2 separate regions of the Oncorhynchus mykiss genome follow, and region 2 is linked to region 1. Evidence: chromatin contacts called from public Hi-C data. All regions are on one chromosome and are shown on one strand. The core of a region is the stretch at or near the end of the contact, and the rest is flanking DNA. Distances in the headings are between cores, read along the strand shown. Region 1 holds the start of LOC110533384 (serine/threonine-protein phosphatase 2A catalytic subunit alpha isoform). Region 2 holds the start of sar1a (SAR1 gene homolog A (S. cerevisiae)).

Region 1 (5,214 bases), core at 2,078-4,577:
CCTATGCTTCCTGGCTGATGTTTTGGTCACTTTAGTGGTAGCATGAGACAGAGAGTACAACCCACACAAGTGGCTCAGGTAGTGCAGCTCATCGAAGATGGCACATCAATGCGAGCTGTGGCAAGAAGGTTTGCTGTGTGTCAGCGTAGTGTCCAGAGCATGGAGGCACTATCAGGAGACAGGCCAGTACATCAGGAGACATGGAGGAGGCCGTAGGAGGGCAACAACCCAGCAGCAGGACCGCCTCCTCCGCATTTGTGCAAGGAGGAGCACTGCCAGAGCCCTGCAAAATGACCTCCAGCAGCCCACAAATGTGCATGTGTCTGCTCAAACAGTCAGAAACAGACTCCATGAGGGTGGTATGAGGGCCCGACGTCCACAGGTGGGGGTTGTGCTTACAGCCCAACACTGTGCAGGACGTTTGGCATTTGCCAGAGAACAACAAGATTGGCAAATTAGCCACTGGCGCCCTGTGCTCTTCACAAATGAAAGCAGGTTCACACTGAGCACATGTGACAGTCTGGAGACGCCGTGGAGAACGTTCTGCTGCCTAAAACATCCTCCAGCATGACCGGTTTGGCGGTGTGTCAGTCATGGTGTGGTGTGGCCGCACAGCCCTCCATGTGCTCACCAGAGGTAGCCTGACTGCCATTAGGTACCGAGGTGAGATCCTCAGACCCCTTGTGAGACCATATGCTGGTGCGGTTGGCCCTGGGTTCCTCCTAATGCAAGACAATGCTAGACCTCATGTGGCTGGAGTGTGTCAGCAGTTCCTGCAAGAAGAAGGCATTGATGCTATGGACTGGCCCGCCCGTTCCCCAGACTTGAATCCAATTGAGCACATCTGGGACATCATGTCTCGCTCCATCCACCAACGCCACGTTGCACCAGACTGTCCAGGAGTTGGCGGACGCTTTAGTCCAGGTTTGGGAGGAGATCCCTCAGGAGACCATCCGCCACCTCATCAGGAGCATGCCCAGGCGTTGTAGGGAGGTCACACACACTACTGGGCCTCAGTTTGACTTGTTTTAAGGACAGTACATCAAAGTTGGCTCAGCCTGTAGTGTGGTTTTCCACTTTAATTTTGAGTGTGACTCCAAATCCAGACCTCCATGGGTTGATACATTTGATTTCCATTGATAATTTGTGTGTGATTTTGTTGTCAGCACATTCAACTATGTAAAGAAAAAAGTATTTAATAAGAATATTTCATTCATTCAGATCTAGGATGTTATTTTAGTGTTCCCTTTATTTTTTTGAGCAGTGTATTTTTAAATCCCAGTCCTGTCCTCACAGGAGGCGTTTTGCCTTTTGGCAGGCAGTCATTGTAAATAAGACTTTGTTCTTAAATAACTTGCCTAGATAAATAAAATGTTAAATAATTAAACATGCCAGACCAGGAAATAGTTCAATAGTGTAATAAAACAATTGACAAGACAATAGTTATAAGAAAACCTTTAGCCTAGAATGATTTCACAGAATAAACAAAGTGTGAAGTTCATCGGTAAATCACTCTTCCCCCGTTCTGTAATTTGTATCCCAAGCAAGATGTCATTCCACCAGTGTTATATTGAGTCATAGAGCCCAGCAACAATGTGGTAGTGATGCAACACAGAATCAATCACATTCAAAGCTAATTTTACTCTGGCTACGCATTCTGCTGAACACATTAACAAAATGCACAGGGGATGGATGCGTCAGCCATGACTGAGCAAATGTGTGCTCTAAAACCACACCACTACTATGCTTATACCTACTGTTTAAGAGCTGGTCAATCACATGTTCAGGGGTATGTGAGAAAACTGATTACAACAACATGGAAACCATTGAGTAAATGGCAAAACCACTCATTGAGACTGAACTCCACAGGATAATAGAATATGATCACTGACACCTTGTAGCCTAGTGGTGAATATTTGGCAATGGGAAATTCTAGCCGAGTACCACTTTCATCCATACTGTAATCCTGGCCTCTAACCTACAAATCATCTCAGGACATGAATCACCTGTTTGTAAACAAGTCAAACGAGTACATGAGTAGACACACCTAGTTACTAAAAAAAAGTATTTAAAACCACACATAAGTGTAACAGCCAAGTGAAAAGATTATCAATGAAGATTGATGTTAAATCCCTGCTCAAACCCTAGGTGACTTGATAAAGTGAAAGTTAAGTCTGACCTAGTTATTGTCATGTCCCACAGTTCAGTTCACGCAGGGTGGGAATCCAGGATGGGTGTACGTCTGTTTTACAACTGTATTCAAGTGTGTATGGTCTGACTATATCAAACAAATAAATGAAAATACTTGACATGTCTTTGACAAACGCAATGATTTTGCCACAGAACACTCAGTCATACGATCAGCACATACAGTATGACGCTAACCCCCCCCCCCCCCCCCCCAGGCCTCCCATAACTAAAATGAGACAGACAGTCTGAATGAGTTGGTAGTAAACCAGTTAACGAATGCAAGCCAATTATGTGACTTGCATTCTTTAGCTGGTCTTCAAGTTAGTCCACCACTACCGACACGTTTGCCATTTAAAACAAAAATGTGCCAAACAAAAACATGTTTCTATGAATGAATGTAAAGGTTTGGCATTTCCAAAATAAACCATACATATTGCTGCAGTGAAATGCTAAACCAGTTTTACAGCTGAGGAGAATGAGAAGTTGTGCAATGTAATGTGTTACTTACATCGGCGCCATTTTAAGAATGTCTGGTAAGAATGGAAGGGTCAAACAGCTACATTCGAATAGTTCTATATTTTGTAAGGCATACATGTTACTATTTCTGAAAGACTGACGAACATTTTAGACAGACCTACACGAGAAAGTTGGCTATATAAATAACCGCTCTTGAAACTAGACAGGATTATGTTATAAGCTATTTGGCAAGTGCTGATAGCGACAAACTGCGCAATATGTATAGTATCATCCCATGAATGTTACAATGAAACATTTTACAATAGGAAAGTTATATTTCCGTATACCTTACCTTTTCGCAAAGCGTTTTTACTTGGCTCTCTGACAGCTGTTTGCAGTCGTTGATTTGTTCGATCCATAAATCGATTTCCTTCGTAAAACACTTCTCGTCCATTCCTGATTGTTATTTTGGTTAATTCAATGGCACGGAAATTGTTATTTTCCTAAATACTCGCAATCCTCCCCCAAATTGACCAACCAAGTTGCATGCAGTTCTAATTGACACATACATTGACGAACGTACATGAACCGGATCGACTAAGATATATGGAGACGTCAGTAGCTGTTATCCCACCCTAGACCGTGATCCACTCAACACAAGTCGGACTGGGAGCGCCAGGGAAATGCCGCATTACTATTGGTCATCCAGTAGAAATCTTTGCATTCTTATTGGCTATTGGGCGACTCGTTTGCATGGCCCGGTACCCCGCGTAAGCGGAGGTCACGCTTCCATTGGTCCATAAGAAAAATCTCAATATCCGGGAAACCGGGCCATGCAAACGCACTGGTCCAGTGGTTGGTGCATTGTAACCCTTTGTTAATGACCGTCAGTAATGATACGTTGTTTTCACTTTGAAAATATTAATGGTTAGGGACAGATCGAAATTTACTGGGGTGGAGGGTGGTCAAAAATAGGGGAGGGTTGTCAATATTGTTTTTGTTGCTTTGGGGAGAGTTGTGTGGTTATTTAGAGGGGCACATGGGAGCCTAGTGCGTTTTTTCCCTGGTTTAGATTATAAATAATGGCGTGACTTACTTTTGATATTACCCTAATAAAGTTTAGAAACGTTTGTTAAGGTTTGGTATGGTGTGGCTATTATTAAGCTTTAGCTACTGCAGGCCTATGAAATGAAGGCAGTGCGCCCTGGCGCTCCAGCTGACTTTGACAGTTGAACTCGAGATGAGGAAGACTGTTTCATGCCTACCAGAGTTACTCCTATAATCTAACTATATAATGCTTATCTTTATACAAAATGTTCTGGTCGAAAATTTACGAATTACCCTCCTTCTAAACGTCTATATCTGTATAGCAGACGCAGTAGCCATCTGACATAGAGAAATGCATGTCGGTGTCATAGCATGCTTGCCGGCATACGGTGCCTTCAGAAAGTATTCAGACCCCTCGACTTTTTCACAATATTGTTACGTAACAGCCTTAATCTAAAATTGATTGATAAACATATTTCCTCAGCATTCTACACACAATACCCCATAACTACAAAGCAAATAATTTTTTTTGTTGTTGAGATTTTCCCAAATGTATAAAAAAAAAATACAGGACAAAAAGTCCTTATAAGTATTCAGGCCCCTTGCTATTAGACTTGAAATTGAGCTCAGGTGCATCCTGTTTCCATTGATCATCCTTGAGATGTTTCTACCATTTGATTGGAGTACACCTGTGGTAAATTCAATTGATTGGACATGATTTGGAAAGGCACACACCTGTCTATATAAGGTCCCACAATTGGCAGTGCATGTCCCAGCAAAAACCAAGCCATGAGGTCATAGGAATTGTCTGTCGAGCTCAGAGACAGGATTGTGTCGAGGCACAGATCTGGTAAAGGGTACCAAAAAATGTCTGCAGCATTGAAGGTCCCCAAGAACACCGTGGCCTCCATCATTCTAAAATGGAAGAAGTTTGGAACCACCACCACTCTTCCTGGAGCTGACTGCCCAGCCAAACTGAACAATCGGGGGAGAAGGGCCTTGTTCAGACAGGTGACCAAGAACCTGATGGTCACTCTGACAGAGCTCTAGAGTTCCTTAGTGGAGATGGGAGAACCTTCCAGAAGGACAACCATCTCTGCAGCACTCCACCAATCAGGCCTTTATGGTAGAGTGGCCAGACGGAAGCCACTCCTCAGTAAAAGGCACATGACAGCCCGCTTGGAGATGGCCTAAAGACACTCAGACCGTGGGAAATTAGATTCTCTGGTATGATGAAACCAAGATTGACCTCTTTTGCCTGAATGCCAAGCGTCACATCTGGAGGAAACCTGGCAACATCCCTACGGTAAAGCATGGGTGTGGCAGCATCATGCTGTGGGGATGTTTTTCAGCGACAGGGAGACTAGTTAGGATCGAGGCAAAGTACAGATCGATCCTTGATGAAAACCTGTTCCAGGGCACTCATGACATCAGACTGGGGCGACGGTTCACCTTCCAACAGGGCAACAACCCTAAGCACACAGCCAAGACAATGCAAGATTGGCTTCGGGACAAGTCTCT
Region 2 (5,013 bases), core at 1,794-4,293, 340 kb after region 1:
CCCTGTGTGTGACGTGATCCAGCAGAAGATGCTGGTCTAACAGTGTAGCCAGCAGATATAGGCTAGTGGAGATGTATCATCTAGCTATCAAAGCAAGATAACAGAGCCCTACTCTGAACAGTTACCTTGATTACTTTAAGCTGGCGACCATACCATTCTGATTTTAAATGACTACTGTAGTCACCCTGCATAGAGATACAATATATTTAGTATTCTATTGTGTTTTAAAAAACTGGAATCCTTAAGTCCTACTATTTCTTCTCAAGCAAGGGGTGAGGCCGATGACAAAGGACACCATCAAGCCAACTCCTTGAATGGCACACTCCAACCTATTTATATGTACATTACTGTATTACATGTGATATTGTTTTTCAACAGGAAAAGTTTTTAAAAAATAGCTAGAGTGTACCTCTAATGGTGAAACAGCCATGTAGGTTTGCGATATTAAAACAAAGAAGCTGCAAACAATGAACAAACACTGTTTTATCCCACTTGGACATCACTGCACACGCGATAGGTGAGCCCAATATCTATTTCAAAATGTTTTTTGCCCTGCTGCACGGCACTCATCAGCTTGGGGGGGGGGTCTATGCTGACATATGGAATTGCTTTAAAATGATCCTACCATGGATCACTTGGCTATTTGATATTTGACTTAGAATTTTAGGACCCCTTTAGGTATCCCCCATAAAAAAAATATAAAATATTGATTTTGGACTTTACTACTATAGCCCATAGAAATGCATTTAATAACACATTCATAAATAGCCAAAAAGACAGTCAAATGTTTTATCATAAGGAATAGGGTTTTCAAGTGTCTGTCCTATATCTAGGAGATATAAGAAAGCTCATGGAGTAAATAAATATATATGACAGATATTTAACCCATTTTTGGGGGTAGGCACAAAACTACTTTATTTATTTAATTTTTATTTCACCTTTATTTAACCAGATAGGCTAGTTGAGAACAAGTTCTCATTTACAACTGCGACCTGGCCAAGATAAAGCAAAGCAGTGCGACACAAACAACAACAGAGTTACACATGGAGTAAAACAAACATACAGTCAATAACACAATAAGGAACAAAATCTATATACAGTGTGTGAAAATGAGGTAAGATTAGGAAGGAAAGGCAATAAATAGGCCGTAGTGGCAAAGTCATTACAATTTAGCAATTAAACACAAGTGATAGATGTGCAGAAGATTAATGTGCAAGTAGAGATACTGGGTTGCAAATGTATATTAGCGAGCAGAATAGTGTCCAACTAATTCACCAACTACACCCCCATACACTTTTTTACCTAGTACCAGTTACCTTCAGACGATTCCTGTGACACTCACAGAACCAAACGGAGAGAACCTCCCCTTTCCACAGTGGGGTCACATTAGTCTGCCCAAACGGTTCCGATGCTACAAACAGGTTGGCACCTCGGCGGTACCAACTTCAGCCGAGTACCATGGGGCCAAACCGTTCGGACGCTACAGACGTTTTCATGAGAAGACAGACTGTCGGGATGTTTCATGGTCTGACAGCTGTATCTCAGCCACCTAACACTGCAAATGCAGAAAGCCACCATAGGCAGAAGCGGTGGATCTCTAGCTTAAACTGGCAGATTTTGATAGTATTTTTTACATCAATAGAGTCTAGGGGGTTAAATAATGTTCTACTTAATTATTTTAATTCCTCTGAACATCACAGTCCTTTATGTCATTGATCAATATAAACCCAACAATAATATTTAATGCAACCGTTTTCTACAGTTTGGACGAATGATTACACCCCAGACTCCCTGACAGATCTAAATGCCAGCCCAGCTGGCTCGTGTTCTCACCTTGTTGCTCGAGCCTCTCAAATTGAAGGATTTGAATTATAAAACGGAAGCAAACTACAGGTTCTGACAGCTCGCTATAATTTACATACACTGATCAATCAAGTCACCGTTTTCTAGACCTAGTAGAAGTTGAGGTGAGAGCAGATAGCTAAAAAATAGCTGCTATAAATGGGGGAAAGGTAATGTTACTGGGATTAAATTCAGTGTAGTCCGTATCAAACTAATCTGAAACATTTAACATTGGCAGGAATTGGAAGACAAAGGACAGTCACATAGCGGAAAACCTGGTAATAAACATGTATTTGACTGATTTAGCTATTTATAATCAGCGAGCAGAAGTGTCCAACTAATGCAAGAATTCACCAACTCACACACAAACAATGTGGATTATGTCTCCGACACCTATCGATTTAGATTTTTTTTTACTACAAATAAAAACAATTTGAGCTCGAAATGGTGGCTGTCCGTAACATTGAATTTTAATTTACGATGCAAAACCGTTATGATTAATAATATAGTTATGACGACTATATCCAGCTGGCTAACTAACATTTGATAGCCAAGCTAGCTAAAGGATAGCGAGCTGTGAGTCACAAATTGTACCTTTAGCTGGCAGCGAGAATATGTTTTGTTGTTCACAATTGTTGTAGCTTGCTAGTTTGCTAACTAACATTAAAATCTAGCTACAGTAGCGTTGACATAGTTACACAGGTAAATTGCTATTAGCTAAATTAGTGCATCTGAATTCATAGATACGTGTCAGTTTCATAGATAACTAAGTTATAGTAGCATCGAGTTAATTGCAAACATAAGGAAGCGCTAGGTGTATTGACAGTAAAGCTGTTTGTTACAGCTAGAGAACATAGCAATATAAAAATGCACATACAAATGGGCCTACTTTAAGGTTACCACATTACATGTCAAAGTAACTTGAAATTGTTCATTAGCTACCGTCGGCAATTTGATTGAGGGTTCCTGACCGACTAACTCACGTTAGCATATACCGTTAGCTAGCTATCCGCGCTAGCCTTAATACCGAACGTTCAAATACACTTTCGCAAACCCAATATTTGAAATAATTTATGCTTACACTTACCCGTTATCTAAGTGTAGATCAATTGAGGAAATATGTTTGCTCTTAGAATCATGAAAATTTGCTTTACGGTCAAATGAGAGCACGCAATTCACGTCTTCTTCTCCACCTTCGCGTTATGTTACAGAGCCACGACACAGCAATGCAACCTGTGTCCAATAACTCTCCAGGCCCAGGCATAGCCGCTTCCTGTTTATGTTTCACAATCATCTTTCCGGTAGGGGAACATAAATGTGAACCATATTCTAGCACTTATGTCATCTAAACGTGTTAACACAGAACACATTTTATTTAAATAATAATATTCATCCTGCAATGTTATTTGATAACAAGGCAGTTTGGTATGTCTATATTTCTGATCTGAACATGTTTCTTCTGAACATGTTTCTGAACATGTTTCTCCTACCAGTCCAGAGTCTTCAACTCCAGGAGAAACCCTGGAGAAACGAATTAATTAAAAAGTTAACCATTAGTCTGGTTTTATATAAACTAATTGTATTTGTAATACACAGTCTGTCACCATCTATTTAACCGATCCTACATGTTTTTACTCAAACATCAGAGGAAGCGAAGACAGTACAACATTGCGAGTGTTTCCAGTACTGTAGAAATCCACTATGCACAGGAAGTGCCACGTGTACCAACTGCGCATGCTTGAAGAGGTTTTACGTGTTCGTGCTGGGTGGGGAATCCCAAGAAGAGTGAAGGAACACAGATATTACGGAAAGGACAGTCTCACACGATTTTATTGACAAGGCCTACACCCGTAGTTGGACGGGGAACGGTCCTAACCATGGTCTGTGATAGCTAACGAGTCGACTAATTCACTTTTTTTTTTTTTCAACCTGAAAGACGCTCCGTTAAACAAACATATCCCATTGCTAGCTAAACAGCTATCTTAGCTGGTTAGCTAAGTAAGACGCAGCTAACTATTCGCCAACGAAGCTTTTAAATTTGATTACGGTCGGTGTCTATTTCAAGATGTCCAGTACGGGGTTCAACTTTCAGAATGGACCAGGAGGACAGCCATACGCAAATGGTGAGCAATTTCGCATTAATATTAGCTAGCTAACATTACCTAATCACAACTGTTTAGTAACTAGCGCGTTAACAAGATAGGCTTTTACTTTATCCTAATCTGATTTGGCTGGTTAGCAAGCTGGCTAGCTAACTACATTAGCTTGCTGCCTTGCGAATAATGCTAACCTAAAAGATGGCTAATGTTAGTGGTGAGCTAATTTACGCTTATCAAGACTACAGTTTTAAATTAACATTGTTCATGTTAGTTAAGTTAGCATTTGGATATAAGTGATCGCTTTGATTGATACCTAACTTTGAGCTAGCTAGGATAATCTGTTTTAGCTAGTCGTTGACAAATTTACTGACGTATCTAGCTATCTACACTTAGTTATAGCTGCAATTTGTGTCAGTCTCTAGTCTAACTGATAATTAACGTTAGCTAGCGACTAGTGCTACCTTGAATGACGTTAGTCAACTCAATTGAAGATCAAGTTCAGGGGAGAGACTGATAGTTTGGGTCATGATGATGCTACAAGTTGTCAGTTGAGCTAGCCAATTTTCTACTGTAGTTAGCTATAACTAGTTGACGCGTACGTGGATCTTATATTTGGGTAATTGACCAAAAATATTAGCTATACAATTTGAGTCTTGTAATTTGATTGATACCCTGTCGACTGCTAAACTTTCATCCTCTAGTTGATTTAGTCTTTGTTTAGGGCTAAACCTTCCTCTCATTTGTTGAGGTTCTTTGTGTAAGGGTCGCGTGACTTCGTTGCGTACTTCGTTGCCTTTTTCGAATCACTTGGCTGGTGTCACATAAAATGTAAAATTATAGTTATAATCGTATTATGCTTTGCAACATCTACTCAGAAGTGAATGACGTACCACAGCGCTTTTTTTGTGCTCTACCTCTGTGCACATGTGGCACATTGGGACGATCCGTTTTAGTTGCATTACTTTTTTTTACTTTTAAATTCAGTAGTATAAATATACTTTTTGTCTGGCATTTCTCTCCCTGAATGACATATAAAGTACATACATACATACAGTACCAGTCAAAAGTTTGG

The links. A called contact is a pair of places that touch in the nucleus more often than the background predicts.
Region 2: a Hi-C map of blood shows a contact between it and region 1, with 13 times the contacts expected there. The contact joins the promoter of sar1a here to the promoter of LOC110533384 in region 1. A contact is called at or near these places in 2 of 3 Hi-C or Micro-C datasets (blood and liver).

The regions. Positions count from the first base shown.
Region 1 is chr10:15,150,946-15,156,159 of USDA_OmykA_1.1, forward strand. It overlaps LOC110533384 (serine/threonine-protein phosphatase 2A catalytic subunit alpha isoform), which reads right to left and starts at 3,328. Exons shown (of 7, transcript XM_021617524.2): 1 at 2,999-3,328. The coding sequence starts at 3,100.
Region 2 is chr10:15,496,093-15,501,105 of USDA_OmykA_1.1, forward strand. It overlaps sar1a (SAR1 gene homolog A (S. cerevisiae)), which reads right to left and starts at 3,044. Exons shown (of 7, transcript NM_001160665.1): 1 at 2,930-3,044. It overlaps LOC110533411 (protein transport protein Sec24A), which reads left to right and starts at 3,541. Exons shown (of 24, transcript XM_021617569.2): 1 at 3,541-3,965. The coding sequence starts at 3,908.